Linked DNA regions of Mus musculus: region 2 is linked to region 1. The links are chromatin contacts, called in public promoter capture Hi-C maps. All regions are on one chromosome and are shown on one strand. Each heading gives the region's core, a stretch centred on a gene start, on an enhancer-like site or on the middle of the called end of the contact. The rest is flanking DNA. Distances are from core to core; before and after follow the strand shown.

Region 1 (6,656 bases), core at 2,246-4,745:
CTGAGATGAAAGGATGGATCATGTAGAGACTGCCATATCCAGGGAATCACCCCATAATCAGCTTCCAAACGCTGACACCATTGCATACACTAGCAAGATTTTATCGAAAGGACCCAGATGTAGCTGTCTCTTGTGAGACTATGCTGGGGCCTAGCAAACACAGAAGTTGATTCTCACAGTCAGCTAATGGATGGATCACAGGGCTCCCAATGGAGGAGCTAGAGAAAGTACCCAAGGAGCTAAAGGGATCTGCAACCCTATAGGTGGATCAACATTATGAACTAACCAGTACCCCGGAGCTCTTGACTCTAGCTGCATATGTATCAAAAGATGGCCTAGCCGGCCATCACTGGAAAGAGAGGCCTATTGGACTCGCAAACTGTATATGCCCAGTACAGGGGAACGCCAGGGCCAAAAACAAAAAAAAAAAAAAAAAAAAAAATGGGAATGAGTGGGTAGGGAAGTGGGGGGGGGGGTATTGGGGACTTTTGGGATAGCATTGGAAATGTAATTGAAGAAAATATGTAATAAAAATAAATAAATAAATAAAAGCCCTATAACATTTAACTATTGTAATATGAATGTTATGAGTTAGATGCTCTCTTATAAAATATTTATTTTGTTATAATTTATACATTTTATTCATCACTGTGAAAGCTGATTTGTTTTCGTTTGTTTGTTTGTTTTTTGAGACAGGATTTCTCTGTAGCCCTGGCTGTCCTGGAACTCACTTTGTAGACCAGGCTGGCCTCGAACTCAGAAATCTGCCTGCCTCTGCCTCCCAAGTGCTGGGATTAAAGGCGTGAGCCACCATGCCCAGTTAACACAGAGAATAAACTAAATAAAAGAAGATGAAAACTGGGGGATTCTCTTCTGTCACCTAAAACAAAACTGACAAGTAATTATAAAAACACATGGCCATAAGGTCTAGAATTGAAAATACATACTTGCGACTGCTACTATACTACACAGATGATACTTAAACATGTTGTAATAATGACAGTTAGAATTATCCTCATATTAGCTTTTCTGAAAATATATCTTACAGAGAAGAAGGGCGGGTCTCTTAATCTGTGACTGGTACTATGAAGCACCCCAGTTCCTTGAAGATTCTGTAGGTTGGCCTCTTTGGGTTGATTTTCTTTTGAAGTAACTGCTCCCATTATTAAGTCTGAAATAGCATCATTCATAATAGAGTGTACCCAACACACTACTCACACCTTTATATTTTGTATCAACTTCCCAACCGTGCTATGCTAGGTGTCTTCTAGAAAGACAGACATTTATTGAAATGTTTCCCCACTTGTATCTAGCACTAGCATATACATCACAGAGTTACTTTAATATGTTCGTCTTTAGTTAAAGGCTATTCCTGGCTGTCAACTTGACTATATCTGGAATGAACTACAAACCAGAATTGGAAGGCTCATCTGTGATCCTGATCTTGAGGCTGGGAGATACAAGTTTCTGACGTGGATCTTGGCATGGAAAATCTTAAGGCATAGTGGCTGTGGAAAAACTTTGCCCCAGGCAAGGTAGTACAGGCCTTTAATCCCAGGAGACTGAGGCAAGGAAATCTGTGAGTTCAAGGTCAGCATGCGACAAAGCAAGTTGCAGATCCAGGTGTGGTGGTACACACCTTTAATCTGGGTCACACCTTCTGCTGGAGACCTACATAAGGACATTGGAAGAAGGAAAATTCTCTCTTCTTCCCCTGTGTGCCTTGTGGAACTGAGCAACTGATAGATTCTTGGACTTTCATTCACTGCTGCTGCTGACCATTGTTGGGGAGTTGGACTACAGACTATAAGTCATCAACAAATTCCCTTACTATATAGAGACTACCCATAAGTTCTGTGACTCTAGAGAACCCTGACTAATACAATGACAAAACAGAAAAATCAAAGTATAAGAAGACATTACTCAACCAGTGCACTAGCACCAACAGTGTTCCTGTTCTATGCAAAGGAGGATGAAGAGAAGGATGAAGAGGAAGAGGAAGAGGAGGAGGAGGAGGAGGAAATGATAAATATTAAGCTGTCAAGAGAAAATTTGGTTCCTAAATGTTCATGCAAAAAGAAATAAAAACACAAATTATAATTTTATTGGAAATGTTAGTAGATTAAATTTTTGCATGGAAAGAATCCTTTCACGAGTTTAGTAGTCCAACTAGCCTTTGTCCAATCAGAAAGCCTCATTCTTTCTTAATTTAAACGAAGTTCACCAAACAGTAAAACAACTGAAGTAAAAACTAGTTTGATCATTTATTTTCTTCATTGTCTCAGAATATAATAAGCATATATCCGATCTCAAAGTTTCCAAGTTTAAAGGATGTATTACTTAGACATCAAGAGTCTAGGGTGGGATGGGGGGTTAAGCTCACTATGTTCTTCCACTATGAAAAAGCATACCATAATTATGAAAAAGAAACTCTTTAAATTTGAGATAAAAACAGAATCAGTATCTTCCTGTCTAGCTCTGTCTCCCCAAACTATGAACCCAACAAAAACTAATCGTCTCTCTCTCTCTCTCTCTCTCTCTCTCTCTCTCTCTCTCTCTCTCTCTCTCTCTCCTGCCTAAAGATCTATAGATGTTTTGACCCTTAGGATTATATTTTTCCTGCTATGAATCAGCATAAAGTTATGGTGAATTTCAAATGTATCAAGAATCTGCTCCTGTTAGGGTTAAGATATCAGATGCCCTTCCTTAGGGGTCGTTAAGAGCCAGCACAATGGAAAATATTGACAAACGAACGGTTCAACACAGATATGCAGCAACCTCGAATACAAAACACAAAGTGTTAAGAATCAACATCCTCAGAAGTGGATGCTCACAGTCAGCTACTGGATGGATCACAGGGCCCCCAATGGAGGAGCTAGAGAAAGTAACCAAGGAGCTAAAGGGATCTGCAACCCTATAGGTGGAACAACAATATGAACTAACCAGTACCTCCCGGAGCTCTAGCTGCATATGTATCAGAAGATGGCCTAGTCGGCCATCAGTGGAAAGAGAGGCCCATTGGACACGCAAACTTTATCTGCCTCAGTACAGGGGAACGGCAGGGCCAAGAAGTGGGAGTGGGAGGGTGGGGGAGTGGGTGGGGGAGCGTGTGGGGGACTTTTGGGATAGCATTGGAAATGTAACTGAAATAAATACCTAAAAAAAAAAAAAAAAAAGAATCAACATCCTCAGAAGTCAGGGCTTCTGAACAACAGGAACTGAACAACTGGAGCAAACCGGACATCACTGCAGGAGCCCTGACACCAAGGTGTACTTTTATTCTGGAGTCGAAACTGCATTGGCAAGTGTGGCGTAGATGCTACAGGAACTTAGCGATGCTCATAGAACCGCCATAAAGAGCTAAAGCGCCCCACTTCAGTTACCATTGCAAGAAGACGCTCTTTGAACCCCGCCCCCTCCCAAAAAAAGGCAACGGAGGGGGGTGGGATAGGAGTAGGGTGACTGCGTCATCTTGCTGTCGCTCAATCACAGTGACAGAAAAGGCAACGGCTTCAGTAGGAGAAAGGATGTTCACTTCCGCTTCTGGCGGAACCTTTAGAGTCCGGTAAAAGAGGCCGAAGAGAAAACTCTCTTCTGTATCGAATAGCTGTAGCGGCATCTGGTATGATTTAACTTTGTGCGTGGCTGTTGGGCTTTACTCCTTCTACAAGGGTTTTAATTTGACCCTGCCCAAACTAAAGATGGCGGCGTAGGCGTGGAGCCGACCATAGAGTCTCCAGGCTAGAGAGGCCCAGGCGGGCCGCGGGCGGAAGAGTAGGGCCAGGCCAGTCGGCCTATGAAGGAAGTTCGTAATCCGGCCGGTGCTCGGTGCTTCCTGCGCCTGCGTGAAGATGGTAGAAGAGGGAGTCCGCGTGGTTCGCTGCGGCGGCAGCCGGCTGAACTTCAGGAGGGCCGTGTTCTCCGTGGATTCCAAGTATGCAGTAGGCTGCGGGTCAACAGGGCTCCGGGCACCGCGGGCCGGGGAGGGGAGTGCCCGGCGCGGCGCGGCCCACGGTCGGACTGCGAGGCTGGAGTCCGCGGCGCCGCGCAGCGCATGGACCGACCCGGAGCTCCCCGGAGCCGCCCGGCTTTGCTGCTGTGTCTGTGTGCCTTGCACCCAGGACTCCACCTGCGGGAAGGTTGGCGGTTACAGGGGCAGGTCAGGTGTCTACAAGGGACTAGGAGCCGCTCGGTTGGAAAATGGTCACTCTCTCCGTATGTGCACCGGTCTGACCATGCAGACTAATGTTCACGTGTGGAACGTTTTGGACTTCAAAATCATTAATGATTCAGCCTTTTTCCCGCAGAAAAACATCATAATTACCAGGCTCCTTTTTTCCTTTTTTTTTTTTTTGAGTTTTACATAAAAACAGATGTTAGATCTGTAGGAGAAAGTGTCTATATGCACACAACTTTTACAATAGTGGCTTTCAGTTCGCTGCTTGTCAGCTGGCATTGTTGCTGCCACGTTGTATCATCTAGAAGAGGTGTGTAGTAGGGCTAGTTTTTCAGAGCACTCTGAATGTAGAGATACTTAGGCTCAGTTGTTTGAATGCTTGATCCCCAAGAGGAGCAATTATTCCTGAAGGATTAGGAAGCAGACCCTCCTTGGAGGAGGTGTGCCAATGGGGCAGGCTTGAAAGGTTCAAAAGCCTAATCCATTATCAGCTCTCTGCACAGGGATGTCTCCTGTACTGCTCCAGCTCTCTCTCTCTTTCTCTCTCTCTCTCTCTCTCTCTCCCTCTCTCTCTCTCTCTCTCTCTCTCTCTCTCTCTCACACACACACACACACACACACACACACACCCATCATGGGCTCCACTGTGATGGTCATGGATTCTACCCTCTGCAACTGTGAACTGCAAATAGTAAATACCCCTATTTTAGAAAGGTATTTATAGTATTTGTGGAAGGTGTACTCTCCCGCAATACCCTGCCAGTATACTTACCAGTATACGGGGTTTTGTTGACATTGTTTTATGAATTAAAGGGATAAAATGGACATAGCGGAGTTGTCACAGTTCTGCCCCTTCAAATTCATCCTTATACTCATTTTTACCCTGCATTGAACATTGCCTCACCTTGTCTGTTAAATGAGGTGTTTGGTCCATATCATTTTCCAAGTCTGATAGGATTTTTTTTTAAAGCTTTGGTCAATGGTTTGATCTTTAACTAGCTGAGCTGACAAAATCAAAACAAGAAATTTGACTGTGTAGTGAGGAATAGAGAAGTCAGTGTAGATGTTTGAAAGCCTAGGTGCTTTTAAGACTTTGTTACGTCATAGTGAGAAAGATGAAAATTGCAGAGGGCTACTATCTGTTGTTATATGCTTTTCTATTGCCATTAGAAAATACTGGGACCAAAGGAACTTATAAAACAAAATGTTTAATTTGAGGTTCACAATTGCAGAGGTTAGAATCCATGATCATCGCAGTGGAGAGCATGATTGGGGCCTGGGGGGGGTGGGGTGGGGGGAGGTGTGGCAGGCATGATGCTGGAGCAGTACAGGAGACATCCCTGTGTAGACAGCTGAAAATGGATTAGGCTTTTGAAGCCTTCAGGCCTGCCCCCAGTGGCACAACTCTTCCAACGAGGGTCTGCCTCTAATCCTTCAGGAATGATTGCTCCACTTGGGGCCAAAACCTTCAGACTTCTGAGCCTGTGGGGACCATTCCATTTTCCTTTAAACACCCACATTAGGCTAAGCCGAGAAGGTTGTCTATTGGTTGTTCTATGAATGGCCTCCCTTATAGGTACACAGTAGTATCCAAAAGGGTAGGTTGACTTGCTTTGTTTTTGTTTTCACTTAATGTTGTGACGATTGGACCTTGCACATACCAGACAAGCACTCTACCACTGAGACCTGCTTCCCAGCACCTGTTCCACCCTTTGTGGGCACCCACTCTTTTGTTTATTTTCATTGGGGAGGGGTCTCACTGAGTTGCTCAGGTTGGTTTTAAACTTGCTATGTAGTCCAGAAAGCCTGTGATCTCCTGCCTCAGCAGTTCATAAGAAGGTTAAGTTACCGGCCTGTGTCATCAGGCCCAACTTAGAGAAATGTGTTTTACTGTTTAGTCAAAAATAATAATAAAATAAACCTCTGTTTTGTTTGTTTGTTGTTTATTTTTTTGTTTTTTAATCTTATTTGAGGTGAGTTAAAGTCAAGTTTTGCAAAGTTAACATAGTATGAATATGAAACCCAACTGTGTTAACCACTCATGGAAGCTAAGAACTCCTTAGGAATGGTCCAGGCTACAGATTTTTAGCCTCTTAACTAAAGTACTCAGGATCCTGGGTCTAGTCATGAAGACTACCAAACACTGCAGGTGCTTTGCAGTGATTGCTTTCTTGAGCTTATTACACATAGAGCCAATGTATCTTAGGCATACCGTCAGTTGTGAACCACATTCTGGCTTCAAAGGTGTGCACAGATAAGCAACCCAGTATCATTGATTTAATAAGACAGGCTGTAGCAACCCTGGTCGGCATTGTATTTCTTAGGATTAAGTCATGTGCAGGGTGCTTTGGCAGCACAGAGAATAGTCTGACTGGGTTCTCAGTGACCTGAACCTTCCACGGTGAGAAAAGTGAAATATGGTTGACACAGAGCAAAATTCTTTTCTGAGCTTTTCTTAGGTAAGTTCTGTTATGAATGT
Region 2 (6,656 bases), core at 1,965-4,464, 5.7 Mb after region 1:
AAATTTTTTTTTTACTGCTAGAGATGGATCTCAGGCCTTGAACATACTAGGCAAGCACTCTGTCACTAAGTTATATTCCTAGAACTTGATTTTAAACCTGATTTTTAGGCATCTCCCTAAACTGCCCAGGTTGGTTGCTCTGTAGCCAAGTAGCCCCCAACCTTGCCATCTTCCTGTCTCAGCCTCAGGAGGAACTGGAATGCATAGTTTGATAAAATCTTGACCAGGCATGGTAACACACATTTTGAATCCCAGAACTGAGAAAACTGAAACATGAAATCAAATTTGAGCTTATGTACAAGGAGAATGAGTGGAAAGAAGTAGTGTTCTGGTAAAGTACATATTTATTGTTATTTCTAGATGATTAATGACTTTATCAGCAGTTAACAAAAGATGGGTTTTTTTTTAGTGAAGAATTGGTTTGATTGGTTAACTAAAGTTCACCTTAAAATTACTTTAAAACAGACTATTTCAACAGAAGAAATATCTGTAAGGGGCTCAACAGTTAAGAATACCGAACTGCTCTTTCAGAGGTCCTGAGTTCAATTCCCAGCACCACATGGTGGCTCACGACCATCTGAATTGGGATTCGATGCCATCATCTGGTATGTCTGAAGACAGCTACAGTGTGCTCACATATATAAAATAAACTTTAAAAACTTTAAAGAAAAAAAAAAACATCTGTAAAATTCTCTCCATTACAGTTAGAAGAACGTACATGTTTTCTACTCTCTGAAGACTGGCATGGGTATTAACACCTGTGTGAAGCTTGGTTAAGGAGGAGAGGAGCCTAGGAAGGGGACAAAAGACACACTCAAAGAAATAGAATTCAAAGTGTATTCTAAGGAGGAGCTTCTAATAGTAAAAATTCAGTATTTGTATTGCCTTTCAGCCACAAGGTACATAAAGCCAACACACCAGCATTGTCTGTGTTACTGACATGGCCAAGGATGATATAACAGTACTATGTCTACTTCTGCAGACAGCAGTTCTCAAGCTCCTCAAAGTTTGGCACTTTCTAAAGCAGCTATAAAAAAGATAGACCACTAATCTTCTTGCCCTGCTGGTTTCCCCAAATTTTGCAACTTTTAATATCAACAGAATGAAACCAATTGTTTAGTGTGAGCAATTTTAAATGTGAATGACATCATTAAATCTAGATTAGCAGAATCAGACCAAAGTCTGGCTTTTTCAATGTTTCTTTGTACAACTACCAAGGTGGGTAACTTCATTAAAACATATATTATGATTAGTATTAGTATTGTAGTTCTCCCCATAACCTCCAAAAGAAGTGATTTTTGGGGGGGAAAAGACATGGACGTTAAAAAGATGTAATTTAGTGTCACAATGACTCAATGTCTGAGAATAAGATGCCTAAATTCTGACTCTCACTTCCTGCTTTGATGATACCTTACCTCACTTCCTGAAAATGTTGTAAGGCCTGTGAGATAGGATCAAAGAACTCCTGCCCAAAGACTCAATACTTCTACCATTCTCTTAGCTCAGCAGCAATTGTCAACTATTTTTCTGATGGCTACCAATAAAATTATTACAATTCTCCCAATCACAGAAGCTTCCATATTCTACTTTTAAGATTCTTTCCTGAACTTTTCTTAAGGCCAACATTTGGTAAGATTTTCAAGTCTATGAAAAAAAGTATTCCAACTCCATAACCAACTAAATACTCTGAATGAATCAAAGATTAACTTCTGCCACTGTGTATTATTTTGGGTTTTGTGAAACTCTGATCTTACAGATGAAATCATTTTCAAGAATGAGTATTCCAGATATTCATTCATGTCCATATCACAACGATGAGTATTGAGTACAAAAAAAGGTACCAAAAAAGGAAAGGGGTGGAAGACATTATACTTCATACACGAACTGATTAAAAAGGAAATGTGTCCAACTGGTGTGGCACACAGAACTGATTTCCAGGTATATCTCTGTGAGTTCGAGGACAGACTAGTCTATAGAATTGTTCCAGGACAACCAGGGCTACACAGAAAAACCCAGTCTCCAAGAAAGGGTGGAAAGGGTAATGTGATCTTTTATCAGCCTCACTGATAAATGCTCACTGACTTCCACACGGTATTCTCAAAAATAAAATTAACCTTTAAAATTGGAGGGGAGTTAAATCCCTACCTAAAACAAATTAGCTGTGAAGGTGAGCTGCTCCCAGTGAGGTCCACTAAAACAGCTCCCTTCTTGAAGTGGCCCATGGAAGAGCCAAACAACTTCAGAACCCCGAAGTCGGCCAAACCCACACCTACCCCAATTTATGCACACCTACCCTCTGGTCAACCGAATAATATCCCCTGTCTGTATGAGCCCTCCGATCTCATCCCACACAGAAATAGTGATGCTTCCCGTTCTATCAGCTACTTTGCAGGATCTCACTTCATGGCCGTCTTTGGTTTTGGTCACTCGTCCTGTGAAGATTTAAAAATCAAAAAGGGGAGAAGGAAAGGTGTGTTAGATAAGGAGTTCATTCGAGGGAGCTCTTTCACCCTCCTCTGGCTCGCTACGTGACTGACTTCTGTCCCCGGGTAGGATTCTGGGCCAGGAGCACGTGGGGTCGCGGGCGGGGAAGAGGTCCGAGCTCTCGAGGGTGTGGGGCGGGCTGCGGACCTCACTTACCTATCTCCAGGACAATAAAGACGACATTTAAGTTTTTCAGTCCGGCCTTAATGTCTTTTATAAAAAGTGGAGGGTCGTTGACCCCGTGCATACTGAGGCAGGTGCGGCTACGCTTCAGAGACCCACTAGGCAAGGCTTCCCACCCTCGGGGAGGGGCAGGGGCAGAGCCGGGGAGCAACCTGGGGCAAGATTGGCGACCGGGGTCAGGAAGCGGTAATTCAGGGGCCGGGTAAACCAGCCCTAGAGGCACGGAGCCAAAAGAAAATAAAAATGGAAAAGGGAGGGGAAAAAGACTCTCACAAGTTCAAAAAAAACAAAAAACCAAAAAACAAAACCGAAGACGCACTCCGCACCCTGAGCCCGCTCCCAAGTGGGCGGCGAGCAAACCAGCGTGCGCACTGCCGCCTCCGCTAAGGGAAAAGGGATCAGGAGACGGCCCTGCCCGAGTCCCGCTGTCCCTCACACAACACACGCACACGCGCGCGCCCCCTCCGTCCCAGGCTCAGGGAAGGTACGTGACAGCAAAACGGCAAGGCTGTTCACCAACCGCGCAGCCCGCGTCCCAAGCAGCAACTGGCGAACGCTCCCTCAGGCCGGCTTTATTAAGCCGCGCCCCGCCCCTTGTGGCGTCACGCGACGTCACCACGCCCACTAGCACGCCTCTGGGGCGGAACACAGCGCCACTGAGCTCGCAGCTTCCCTGGATCCTCCCCTACTGTCAGCACAAGCACCGCCTCCCGGCCGACCAATGGTCTCTCGGCCACACCCTCCTCCCGCTGGTCGCTCCACGTCTTCCGGGTTTCTGTAGGGCTGGGTCTTTTGGTGCTCCGAGGGAGACCTGGCTTCTTCTAATTCCTCAGGATCCTTCAGTAAGGCCACCTTTGCCCTTCAGTCCCGCGATCACGTGGAACTCAGATGTTCCGAACCCCGTGGTTAGAGCAAGTATGCAGTTGAGAAGGAACGGAGAGAGTGATCGAGCAGGATCAAGGAGAGAGAAAAAAGGGCGAACTAAAGGTGTCCGAGGCTTCCAAGAGAGTGGTTCCCAGTCGCAGGCAACTTGGCGATCAACCTTCGTACTTTAGAGGTGTTTAAATTGGGATCCAGAAACACGAGGTGGTCTTTTTAAAAGTAACTTGTAAATAAACCTCTTTTCATGCTGATAATAGCCATACATAGTTAAGTTCCACAGATATTTCATTTTTTCCTTAACCCTTTTCTTTAAATTGCACTTGGCTTTTATATAACTAAGATGAGTTAACCATACACTGGTGAAGGGGAACCTTAAAACAAAACCTGAAAGGGAGGGTTGTGCTTTGCCACCAAACAAGCTGGAGGCTAATTGTGTGACCTTGAAATTAGTTGGTTAAGCTTCCTAGCCAGAATTTAACAATCTGAACAATAAAACTAGGATCCTTGCCTCATAGAGGATAAAATGGGGTCATAAATAAATTGCCCAAGTACAGTCGCAAATAGATCTGTGATCAGTATTTCTTTTCATCAATTTTCTATTGAAAATAATTACCTGTTATTTAATCTCATGGTGAGTGATAATTTTAACCCCCGTTTACAAGTAATAAAACTCACTAGAGAATAACCAAACTGGATTTCAATTTAGGCAATCTTGACCCTAGGAGGCTTCAACCAGAAGTATTTTATGTTTAAGTAGTATGATTGTAACCCTCCAAAACAGATTGAAGAAATGGGAACAGCAGAGTATATTCTAGCATGTTAGAGAATCATATAAGCAAATACTGTGGAAAATAGAAAATGTATATATCAAAAACACACTTCTTTTTCTTTTTAAGGATAATACCGAGAAACAGCATAGAGAAAAGTTTAAGAATAAATAACAAGCCATGTTAAGAACATTGAGCAGCCTAGAGGTGAAGCACACCTTTAATCCCACCATTCAGGAATCTCAGGCAATCTGTGAGTTCAAGGTCAGCCTGAGCTACACAGAAACCTTGCCTTGAAAAACAAACAATATAATAGAGCAAAGTTGTGGCCAGGGATCTGGGTGGGGTGGGGTGGGGTGGGGGACCTAGCCACTCCCTGAATTCTCAACCATTTGCCCTCATAAAAAGGACTAAGAGGGATGCTCAGAATTATTTATATACACATTCCTTAAAGAGGTCCCAAACACTAAGAGACCAGGCCCTGTAGGGGTGTGCCCTAGGTGGGTTCTCGGGGCTGACCAACACTGAGAGGAGAGGTAGACAGACTCATGCACCCTATCCCCAAACCAGAAGACATCTCCAACTGATTAACGGCTCACAAATGAATATTAGTTCTAACAGTTTCACCTGGGCTACAAAAACAACTCAGTGACATTTTGGGAGGTTCTTTGTCTCCTAACGTCTCGTTGGGACTGTTTTGACTGGTCCTTACTGATTGTATATTATGGTTTCTGGTTTTGTACTATTTCTGTGTGTTTGAAAGAGTGTCACAGTGTCCATCTGATTCTTGTGCTTTTTTTTCCTTATGTTTTGTTTGTTTTATTATAATTTTTTAGATTCCTGTTTATTTTCTAACTGAGAAAGTGAATTTAGATGGGAAGGGAGGATCTGGGAGGAGTTGGGATATAATCAGAATATATGGTATGAAAAAAAAAAAACTATGTTCAATAGAACACACTTGCATGCCAAGAGAGGGAGGAGAGAGAGAGAGAGAGAGAGAGAGAGAGAGAGAAGAGAAGAGAAGAGAAGAGAGAAGCAGGCACTCTAAAAAGCAGAAGCTACTGCACAGGGCTGTCCCTCTGTCCCTGCCCTTCCTGGCCCTCCCTCCACCCAAGACAGACTCAGCTGATCCTCTCACTTCCTCCCCTAGCACAGAGCTCCCACAATAAAAATGGCACCACTTTCTCACAAACCCACAGGCAGCCTTGAGAAACTGCAACAAGAACACACAGTTCAATGGAGAGCATAGGTTTCAGCAACTCCTAAGTCACTTCTCAAAGATTATAGTTGATTAAGGATAAAATCAACTATGGGTGTGATGGTCCAAGCTCTTAAGGCAGCACTAGAGGCAAAGGCAGATCAATTGCTAAATGGTCTACACAGTGAGTTCCAGCCCAGCCAAGGCTACAAAAGGGAACCATCTCACAGAAAAAAATAAATAAATATATATATTAGACTTTTGCTGAGGCTGGAGAGATGGTTCATGGTTAAAAACATTGGCTGCTCTCCCCGAGCAGGCCCTGGGTTTGATTCCCAGCATACACAGGCAGGCAATACATATTTGTGGTACATAAACATACATGCTGACAAAATACCAGTACTCATAAAAATTAAAAATAAAAAGATAAAAACTTGCTATACTCATGTAACCATTCCCTAGAGTATATGCTGGCATGCATTAAGCATCTACTACATATCTGGCTCTGAACACTCCTCACAATTAGATTCAGTAGCTCTCTCAATGATACATGTTTCGTGACACCCCCCCCCCCAAAAAATCTGAGCTTTAAACCCTTATGCTTATAAAACTTTTTCTTTAAAAGAATATAAAATGTGTAAATCACTAGTTATCTAAATTTGTAATTGACTTTTTTGAAGGATTTGTAATTCAGAATAATCCCCAATGCCTGCTTGGGGCTGGAGGTCAGTGAAATATTCTAGAGGATAATGAAATTTTAGTTCCTCTTGGAAAGAAACTCATTGTTAAGTAGATTAATTCAAAGCATATTACTCTGTAATAATGAGGTAGGCAGCTTTGGCGTCTATGTTCTGAAACAGTTTTGGCTTTTATGTTCTATGTTCTATGTTTTCAGTATATCTTACCTCTCAATAGTTTCCTGAATTTGCTATTTATGGAAAAAAGCAAAAGTATATTGCCCAACAGAACTATATGGAAACAAATAACATATTATTGGTTCAAGTATATATATCATGATTTTCATACTTAAAGGATGTTGTAGACAATGCTCCAAGTCGTATGTCTAAAGAGCCTGGATAGGTCGGAGCTTCCACAAGGTCACAGTTGGAGCTTCCACAAGGTCACAGTTGGAGCTTCCACAA

Evidence for each region. Promoter capture Hi-C pulls out the DNA fragments that hold promoters and counts their contacts.
Region 2: a promoter capture Hi-C map of pre-B cells shows a contact between it and region 1. The contact joins the promoter of Nabp1 here to the promoter of Wdr75 in region 1. A contact is called at or near these places in 2 of 39 promoter capture datasets (the HPC-7 cell line and pre-B cells) and 1 of 484 Hi-C or Micro-C datasets (pre-B cells).

Annotation. Positions count from the first base shown.
Region 1 is chr1:45,791,671-45,798,326 of GRCm38.p6, forward strand. It overlaps Wdr75 (WD repeat domain 75), which reads left to right and starts at 3,496. Exons shown (of 21, transcript NM_028599.3): 1 at 3,496-3,934. The coding sequence starts at 3,852.
Region 2 is chr1:51,475,185-51,481,840 of GRCm38.p6, forward strand. It overlaps Nabp1 (nucleic acid binding protein 1), which reads right to left and starts at 3,215. Exons shown (of 6, transcript NM_028696.3): 1 at 2,641-3,215; 2 at 2,294-2,432. The coding sequence starts at 2,731.